3 separate regions of the Mus musculus genome follow, and regions 1 and 2 are each linked to region 3. The links are chromatin contacts, called in public Hi-C and HiChIP or PLAC-seq maps. All regions are on one chromosome and are shown on one strand. Each heading gives the region's core, a stretch centred on a gene start, on an enhancer-like site or on the middle of the called end of the contact. The rest is flanking DNA. Distances are from core to core; before and after follow the strand shown. Region 1 has its middle 71 kb from the start of 1700023F02Rik. Region 2 overlaps Gm40677 (a long non-coding RNA gene). Region 3 holds the start of Lrrtm3 (leucine rich repeat transmembrane neuronal 3).

The links. A called contact is a pair of places that touch in the nucleus more often than the background predicts. HiChIP or PLAC-seq counts read pairs in DNA pulled down with a chosen protein or histone mark.
Region 1: a contact with region 3 is called in an H3K27ac HiChIP or PLAC-seq map of VIP interneurons, with 9 times the contacts expected there. The contact joins the enhancer-like site here to the promoter of Lrrtm3 in region 3. A contact is called at or near these places in 2 of 39 promoter capture datasets (embryonic stem cells and hippocampal neurons) and 4 of 115 datasets of contacts at active chromatin or transcription factors (VIP interneurons, astrocytes, embryonic hindbrain and 1 more).
Region 2: a Hi-C map of cerebellum shows a contact between it and region 3, with 2.4 times the contacts expected there. The contact joins the enhancer-like site here to the promoter of Lrrtm3 in region 3. A contact is called at or near these places in 10 of 39 promoter capture datasets (the 3T3-L1 cell line, the C10 cell line, cranial neural crest and 5 more), 1 of 484 Hi-C or Micro-C datasets (cerebellum) and 2 of 115 datasets of contacts at active chromatin or transcription factors (embryonic forebrain and embryonic midbrain).

The regions. Positions count from the first base shown.
Region 1 is chr10:66,269,566-66,272,855 of GRCm38.p6, forward strand. No RefSeq gene overlaps it. Among named protein-coding and RNA genes, the nearest start is that of 1700023F02Rik, 71 kb to the left of the region's middle. Within about 2 kb of position 1,531, at least 9 of the 459 cell types and tissues checked have an H3K27ac peak or open chromatin away from gene starts, as enhancers often do. A contact at or near this core is called in VIP interneurons, where this site is marked.
Region 2 is chr10:66,356,487-66,359,715 of GRCm38.p6, forward strand. All of the region lies in intron 2 of Gm40677 (a long non-coding RNA gene), which reads right to left. Among named protein-coding and RNA genes, the nearest start is that of Gm22594, 130 kb to the right of the region's middle. Within about 2 kb of position 1,420, at least 9 of the 459 cell types and tissues checked have an H3K27ac peak or open chromatin away from gene starts, as enhancers often do. A contact at or near this core is called in cerebellum, where this site is marked.
Region 3 is chr10:64,088,811-64,091,885 of GRCm38.p6, forward strand. It overlaps Lrrtm3 (leucine rich repeat transmembrane neuronal 3), which reads right to left and starts at 1,445. Exons shown (of 3, transcript NM_178678.4): 1 at 900-1,445; 2 at 1-572. The coding sequence starts at 903. The region is part of intron 7 of Ctnna3 (catenin (cadherin associated protein), alpha 3); the gene reads left to right.

The DNA of each region.
Region 1 (3,290 bases), core at 281-2,780, 2.2 Mb after region 3:
TTTTCCATCTCTACGTCTTTCCTAACTTTGACAACCCATTTTTTGTAATTTGACATATCAGTTTTTTCTTGGTTTAATTGAATACCTCTACTCACTCTCACTGTCTTTCTCTCTGTGTCTATCTCTCTGTCTCTGTCTCTCTCTTTCTCCCTCTCCTATACCTTCCCATTCTCTCCTAACTTCAAAAAATGTTATAGTTTATTATTAGAAATTGCAGGCAAAAATATATTGAAAACTTAAATCTTTTTTAAAAGTAATATAAGCATATACAAATATATGTACTTATACAAGTATAAGTAGTAAACATAATAATTCATATATTATATATCACATTATACATTATATGTTATATTACATATTACTTATTACATATTCCATATTACATAATGATAAATTCGTATGTAATATTTAGTATAATATATCATATAATATTTTTATTATTGGAATGTAATAATACAAATAATATAATCATATATTACATATGATAATAATTATGCTGCTGACCTCTGTGTCCACTGATAATTTATGGTATGGTAAGAACTGTCTTAAGTTCTTAGCGCCCATCAGACCATTGTAGCCTGACAAGAAACCTGTGAAATAGTAGTTACCATTAATCCCATTTTACTGGGACTAAATAGCAACTCAAATGAGCTGATTTCCACAAAGCCACACAGCTGGGGAAAGTGAAATTCAGAATACACACTCAGTGCTCTGGTGCGAAGGCCTTCACTTTGGAATATCACAACAATACCTGAGGACGAGAAGGGGCTTTTGGGAGATTTGGTGACCCTTCTGGGAGACAGAAAGCATTAACAAGCTGTAGACTGAAGCCATCTGAACTGACTCTAAGGGATAGAAAGCCACAAACTGTCCCTGACAAGGAGAGTGAGTACTCCTTACTTGCCTGACATACAAGAGAGATGTTGCAAGTCTCCACAACTCGAATTCCATGTTCAGTAATGATTGAAAAGAAGTAGAGATAGTTTTTTTAGTTCCTTTTAGAAAAAACCAGTCCCCATACACTGAATTGATTAAGAAGTTGCATCTCAATTGGGACAAAGATCTATATTCATTAAGCTTTATGGAGTCATTAATAACTTATGACCTCAGATTACCAATCTAATTGAAGCACTGTGGCATTTACAGTATTGGGTTGACAAGAATCAATCAATTAATCAACCCCCATGCCTTTCCTAAACAACTTTATTCTAGCCAGGGTTTCTTCTAATGTATTTCTTATGCATAGAGAAGTAGAGCAATTCAGCATTCCCAGGAGAGCCCACCACTGTGTGCCAAAATTAGTTCTCCAAGACCTGTTCTTTCCAATCACCGGCACTGGACTTATTAACCAAGAAGACAACTTTTTTCTTTTCTGTTACTATCCATTCTTCTAAAAGGCATGTAAAAGAGAAAGAGGTCTATGCTTTTATCTTACACATGACATATTTGGTGGTAATTTTGGACGGCTGATTCCATCAATCTCAATTGAATTAGCCAGTATTAGCATGTGAAAGTGATCAAGAGACACAGCAGAAACACGACGCAAAATGAATACAAATGATTTGGCACAACATCTGATTAAATAATGCAGAGGGCTGAATTAACAAGTGAGCAAAATTAAATGAAAATGGCAGGATTTCACAGACAGACAGCTGTGGCTGGAAAACACAGCTGGAAAAAAGATTAGACAACCATTCTAAACCTTTATTTTTCTCATATGGAAATGTGTCTAATGTTGTATTAGTAACGGACTAAAGGTCTGTTGTGATGTGAGGTTTGGGCGAATATGCAGTTTCATGTTAGATACTTGAGGCTCTCAAATAATTATCTGTATCAACTAAACAAATGGATCCTATGCCAACCACTGGTCTACAGATGCCATAAAAATGATTTTTTTCCATTTTATGTAAACTAGGTAAGAGGAAGTGGAAAGATAAAAAGCGATAGACTCAGTTCTTTGCAGCAGTTCTAGGATCTTACCAACTCTGTAATCTTAATATCAGCATAAGAAGCACAGAGAAGCTTAACAGAAACAGCATTCAACCTATCCACTCCGGAAGTTCAGTCCGAACGCAGTTGCTTACAAGCCAGGCTATTAAATCTCGCTCTGCATATTTTAAAAGTGGTGGTGTTGGGGGGGAAACACTTTCGTCTCTAAAAGTCATTTTTAGAATTAGAAGGATCATAATTAAATTCTCCAGCTTGCTTTTGGGACAGACCAAGGGCTGTTCTTTTTACTTTGAGAGTCACACCAATTGTTTTCAGGGTTTCCGATGGACAACTGCGCCCTTACATCCTGAGGCCATTATTTCAGCATAGAAATTGAAAGCAGCACACTTGATAAGAACAACAGTAAAGAAAGGGGTGATGTTGAAATGGAATTGTTTTTATTTCTCATTTAAAAAATATTTTAGATTAGCATACAAATAACATTTCCATACTTATGCCTTTGGACTTTATTCTTTCCCACTTCCTTCCTCCTTATCCCCTCGCCCCCACCACACATCTTTTGGTTCCCTCTGGTTGGTTCCCTTCCCTCTTCCACATTAGTTATTCTTTGTTACTTTCTTCTTTTTTTTTTTTTTTTTGAAGCGGGCACGCAGGGAAGTATGCACATGAAAGTGCCTGTGTGCAGGTGCACATGTGTGAGTGCAGGTGCCTGTGTGCAGGTGCTCATATGTGACTGCAGGTGCATGTGTCGAGGTGCAAATATGGGAGTGCACGTGCCTGTGTGCTGGTACAAATATATCTGTGTAGATGCCTGTATGCAGGTGCAACTATATATGTATGCAAATGTATATATATACACACATATATATATATGTATATATATATATATATATATACACACATACATACACAAACACACACATACACACACATATATATATGTATATACATACACACACACACATATATATATGTATATATATATATGTATATATGCCAATGCCTTGTGTAGATGCACGCGCGTGTGTGTATGTATACACACATATATACATGTATATGCATACACACACACACACACACACACACATATATATATATATATATATATATATATATATATATATATATATACATATATATATATATATATGCCTTGTGTAGATGCGCACGTGTGTGTGTGTGTGTGTGTGTGTGTGTGTGTGTGTGTGTGCAGGTGCATATGATAACCAGAGAATGAAGTCTTGTGCCATCCTCAGAAATCCTCTGAGACAGATTCCTTCTTTGGCTGGGAGATCAGATTGACAGTTGAGTTAGATGGCCATGCAGTAAACTCCAGGTAG
Region 2 (3,229 bases), core at 170-2,669, 2.3 Mb after region 3:
AGGACAGCCAGGGCTACACAGAGAAACCCTGTCTCGAAAAAAAACAAAAAACAAACAAACAGAAACCTCTCAGCTCCTTCTCCAGAACCAGCCCTGCATGTGCACTGCCAGGCTTCCCACCATAATGATAATGGGCTGAACCTCAGAACTGTAAGCCAACCCCAAATAATTGTTTTCCTTCATAAAAGTTGCCATGGTCATGGTGTCTCCTCACAGCAATGGAAGCCCTAAGATACAATCAACATATAGAAGCATGCCTTCTTAGGAAACACATGCCCTGTGACAACATTAATTTCTATAGCAGTCCAGGGAACTGCAAGTCTCCAGTACCTGACCATTGACAGCAGTTCATTTCTGGGGATTTTACTCTAAAGCAAGGGGCTTTCTGGTTCCATTTTCTATACTCCCCTATCAAGACAGGTCCTCATGATAAATAAGGAAACATTTCAATGGGGAGATAATTTTCCATCTCAACTGGAGCAGAGGCTTTCCCTAAAACTGTAGCCTAACTGGTATCTGTCCCCTAACAGAGCTGCCTTGTCTAGCCTCAGTGAAAGAGGATGCACCTAATCTAACTTGATGCACCAGGGTAGAGGAAATACCCAGAACCCTCCCTCCATCAGAGGACAAAGGGAGGGGGTGGGGAGGACTGGGAGGGGGCAGTGTCTACAATATAAATAAATAAATAAATAAATAAATAAATAAATAAATATTTTAAAATGAGTATTACCTAAGATGCATCAGAAGATTTTCCCTTTTTTGCTATCTGAATCTTCTGTCTTGATTAATAAGAGCTGTGGCATAGATGAGACAGTCACCTGGAGCCTACAATACACTAGGCATTGAATACACACTTTTGAATTAGTAAAGGCCTGTTCCCCACTCTATGATGTCCCCCTTGTTCCTCTAGCAGAATGGATGCCTCCCTCTGAGGTCTCTAACAGCATTTTGCAGTTTTTGTCGTATTCTTTTACACTGACTTTTGCTAAAGTTCATTAAATTCTCTGTCTATCCCTGTTGCCTTATTAACAAGAACCAGTCTTCATTCCATCGACACTTTCCACAGAATACTGTGCAGAGCCAACTCTGTTGTCCTATTATTTTAGGACTGTGGTATTGATTAGTCACAGCATATGGAAATTGGCAGGTGTGCTAAAATTTGGTGTTGGGGGAGCAACAGCAACACTTGATCTCTTGACAAGGAAGTTGTTGGGTTCTGGTACATGCCTGTGAGAATTATGAAAAACAATGTACTACACTCATGCTCCCTCCCGTTGGAACTGCTGCTCTTGGTCTGCTACCTACAAGCACTGGTCAAGCCAAGATCTGGAATTGCCCCTGTCGATGCTGCACTTGGACGGAAAGAAAGAAGGAAATGACTATTCATGTACAGTCCGGGCCCACTGCTGGCTGGAAACCAGGGCAGAGCAGCCAAAGCTTCTCAGGCCGGGCTTGTGTGCAGGAGCTTGGCTTCCCAGTATGAATCTAGAGATGGTTGAGCGCCCTTCATTTCATGCCTCGCTGAGCAATGTCCTCATTTCTTTGTCCATGCCTTTGCTTGTGAGAAATAACAAAGCATGATAGGGGTTGCGGGGTGGAGTCACCTGGATCGGAATCCTGACTTCACTCTTTTCTAATTTTGCTCTGTTTAATAGGTTACCCCATGGATATAAAGATTAATTATACAATATTTATGTAAAGATGATTAGTACTTGGAATAGCACGTAAGGTGGAATAGCCACATAACTACTATGACCATATCGAGGCCATTGGATGGTATTGCAGGGGTGCTAAAATTTACTCTGGGGACACTAGTGGACATACAGGAATATTGAAACCAATGAATGGGATTATCTGGCTTCTTTATTAAATGTCGTTGTGGCCATGGGTTGGAGAAGGGACATGAGAAGTGCAAAAGGAAATTCAGGGTTAGCAAGCCCAGAAAGACAAGGTGGTGTCTTACAGCAGATTGCAATTTACTCTACAGAGATTCAGCAAGCAGGAAGTGATGCACTGTAAGAATGGAAGACTAGGGTGGAATCATGAGAGAAGGGAAAGTGTGGAGGAATTTGTCAGGATTCCAGCTTCCTTCCTTTGTCCAAGGGGGCCAGAGGACAACATCTAAGATGGAGAAGGCGGCAGGAGTATTACTTGGAGAGGAAAATCAGGGACTCCTTGGGGAATTATCAGTTTGGACTGTCTATGGTAAGTCCACACAGAACTTTCAATAGAGGATAGTTTCAATAGAGGAAACCATTATCAAGTAACTATAGAAAACTAAATGTACACTATGTTACAACCATTAAATCTATCAAGAATCATTGCATTTGCTATGGATGTAAGTTAATATAAAAGAAGAAGAGAAGGCAGAGTTCTTAAGGGACTTTCAAGTCAGAAGTATCAAATAAAGGTGCCCAAGAAGGGCTGAGAAGGAGCCCAGGGACTCTGGTGTTACAAACCACCCAGAAGAGAAGATACAGCACTCAAATGCAGCGAAGGTGACTGGATGAGATCCTAAGATGGGAGAAAGATGTTTATTGGATGGAGCCCATGAGCCTGTGATGGGAAAGCTTGATGGAGCATCTGAAACTATAGTCCGATTGGTGAGAAAATTAAACAAGAGTTGGTAAAGGGGGAAGACTGAAAAGTGATTTCATAAAGACTACTTTAGATACTTTGAATATAGAATATCTTCATGTCTCTATTCTGCTACACTGTCCCTCTGGCTCCATATCAGGGCAACTGAGAAGGAAGCTCATTTGCTCCCTCCCTTGGTTTTAGTGGGGAAGACCGAACCATGGAAGTCCCCATTAGACAACCTCTTATTCTGCCAAGATCAACCTCCTCTGCTTCTGGATCACTGAAAGATGCATCAGCTCCTCTCTGGGATACTCTACTATCTGTTGTATGAACAGTATATTTACTTCACATCTTATCAGTGACTATCAATCACTCGTGTGTCAGCAGTGTGTAGCAGAGGCTACCCACCATAAAACACAAGACACCGAACACACAGTCAAAATCCAGTCAGAAGTAGGACACGGCAAGTGACATTTGTAGACGAATAATATCCTATGAGGGATGCGATGTTGCTAAAGTGGGAAAAGGAGGTCATAGTTTTAGGAGCAATATGTCTAATAAGCAAAGATGAGGTGGAGTCCAGAAGACAAGGGAAGATGCTGGTCACTGATGGGAAGCAGAGGAGATCCTGTAACAAAATAAAAAGACA
Region 3 (3,075 bases), core at 195-2,694:
CCGGTTGTATCCCAGGTCCAGAAGTTCCAGGTTGCGACAGTCTTGGAAGATCCGCACCGGGATGGTTCTCAGTGAGTTGGAGCGGAGGTGTAAACTAAGCAGCTTCCTCAAGCCCCGGAACTGTTCCGATCCCAGAGAATGGAGCTGATTGTAGGACAGATCCAAGTTCCGTAAATTGGTCACAGGTCTGAAGGTGTTGTTAAGGAAATAGGAGATTCTGTTGGAACTCAGAATCAACTCTTTGAGTCTGCGTATCCCATTGAAAGCATTCTCGTCGATATTGCTGATGTGGTTGTGGTCAAGGTAGAGCCAGGTGAGCTGATTGAGCCCTTTAAATTGATTATACTTAAGTTTTTGGAGGCTGTTGTAGCGAAGGGATAAACCCAAGCAACCGGCAGATATACTCGAGGGTATCTCCTGCAGTTTCTGAGACTCACAGTATACCATTTTGCCTTCACACCTACAACCCTTAGGGCATCCTCGTTCAGCAGAAGAAAGCATTGTCAGTAAGACAGTGGGTGCTAGAACCACCGCTACAGCTGATCCTCGCAGTAGCCTAATTACATTGAAACCTGGAAATAAAAACAACTTAGAAAAGTTATCCCCCCAAAACGAATGCATTTTTTTTAACCAAGCAAAACTAGCTGTTCATTTCCACATTCAGAAATGTAAACATTTAGATACCATTTAGCATCAAACATCATCTTTGTAATAGAAGGATATTGCATATTTCTATCAGTTAAACAAGGAAATGTAGCCACTGATAATTGAATTTATAGTCTTAGACCAGAGAAAGATAATCTTTAAAACAATTAAAGCAGAATTATTACATAGACTTAGAGGATTTTTTTTCAATTTTTTTTTCTTAAGAAGGAAAGAAGAAAAATATCAAAACATACCCATCCTTTGTATTGTTCAAAGGTCGTCCTTAGGTCTTTTGCTTTGGCTTAGGGGCCGCCTGCATGACAGCCCCTGTCAGCTGCAGTGGAGTGAGTCAGGGCTCGCTGACACCCAGGAAGAAAAATTGGACCCCTTGGGAGATGGACCGATTTTGGAACATTATTCTTTACCAGCCATGCAGAACACTCCAAGAACAAATAAATCCCAACACCGCATTCGCAGCAAAACATCCGAGTCTTCCTAGGTAATAGGATCTTCATGGATATTACGTTTTTGCATCTTTACAGTGTGTGTGTGTGTGTGTGTGTGTGTGTGTGTGTTAAAAAAAAAAGAAAAAAACTGGCTCCTACAATTTCTTCTCAAAACCCATAATGTATTCCTCTAGGCAACGTGGGGCTACCTGTGCTGCCACATCTGTATTCCATAGTCCGGCGAACCCGTGGTGGTGAGCACCCAGTTCAGCCTCGGAGCTGCGTTGGAGCCCAGAAGGCAGGAGAGCCGGGTTCCGCGCACACTCTCAGCTCACTCCCGCAGACTGTCATTCTGTAAGCCGCTCGGACTGTTGCTTCGGTTTCAGTGAATGCAGTCTTATGTAAAGCTGCCCCCAGTGGTGGGGAACACTATGGGCATGTGCAGAGCTGGCTCTCTTTTATCTTGCAAATGAGCAGGCTCTGCTGGAAAATGAATGGTTCTTTTGGGTGGCTCAATAGGAAGTGAATGGTCAACGTAATCAATAACTAGCAACATTTTCCGTGATACCCAAGTCTTGTTTTACAATTTGGCAACGCCTGTAACTGTCTGCGTCTGCTTAATCGACAAACATGTGCTTCCCAGAGTTGTGGGGTTTTTTTCTTTTTTTCTTTTTTTTTCTCGAGCTTGACGTTAAGTTCACAGATCGAATGTCAAATTTTCTTAACCTCAGTGTAGGCTTTGAGCTGAAATTTATAAAATGAATTATTGAGCTCTTCACAAAACTGCGTTCAGAGCGTGCCTGTTTGACCTCTCGGAGTCACCGTGATTATATTATGCAAGGTGTCTCAGAATGCTAGACTACATCGGCTTTGCAATGGACAGAATGACTGATGACACACAAATTAATAGGGCTAATGGCTTTTCTGTTTTTCCCACAAAAGATATAATTGGTTTAATGTTTATGACTGCGTTATGGCTTGTTTTGGTTGCTCTGGGCTTTTTTTTTTTTTTTTTTTTTTTTTATCAGAAGAGAAATGAACCATTTTTAGTGCTAGTATTAGGACCCCAAGATCATTTGGTTCATGGCTTATTGATGTTGCTCCTATTTATCACATTAATAATATTTATTGGGTGCTTTCTAAGTCCTTTAAATGAAGGCTCCATCCTGTTTTTTCGTTCAAGTCACCAGCCTGCAGGTCCCACTGCCATCTACATTTCCAAGGTGAAGGACCTGAGACTTAAATGGGGTCACCTGCTCCAGGCTCCAGGATATGGCCACGAGGAGCAAGAGCTTCTAGGCAGAACAAGTATGTCTTTCAATGCTTCACCAGGCACCAGTTCCTTTTAAGGGGCATCTCTGTGCTCAGTGAATCTGGTGACCATTGGGATAGACCAGGGTAGGGAAGCTGTACAGAGCTCTAGAGACTCTAGGTCTATGCAGGCTCATCCTTGCTAAATTGAGCCCCTGCATCACCTTGTACGGCTTACTCATCTCTCTGTGCTTCCATGTTCTCACCTGCAAAATTGGACATGATAGAGAAATTACATCATAGGCATATGCTGAGGATTAAGTGACATCTTTGTCTGTGGTTGTGGTACTGGGATTGAACACAGGACCCTGGGCTCAGCCCTGTGTCATTTTGCTATCCCAACGTGCTTAGCTTCTGTGGGTATCACAGACATGGAGCAAGTATCATCTCTGCTACCGGTACAGAGGTTGCTTTTTAATATTGAATGCTGCCCGTATTAACTGTTCACAAAGAACTAATTCAGCGAGCAGTTTTTATGTTATGACCAGTGGGGAGATTCTCATGCCTTTATCATCTCCACTTTCTATTTAAAATTAACGTTTTAGTTCTGTGGACTATGTCTAGTAACTGACGCTCGACGTTTCTTTATCCCAAAGCACAGCATGACACGTGGCCTTACGGGGTTTGCCATTTTCTGTAAATAATTATTATTCTTTAAAGTATTTGTCTTGTT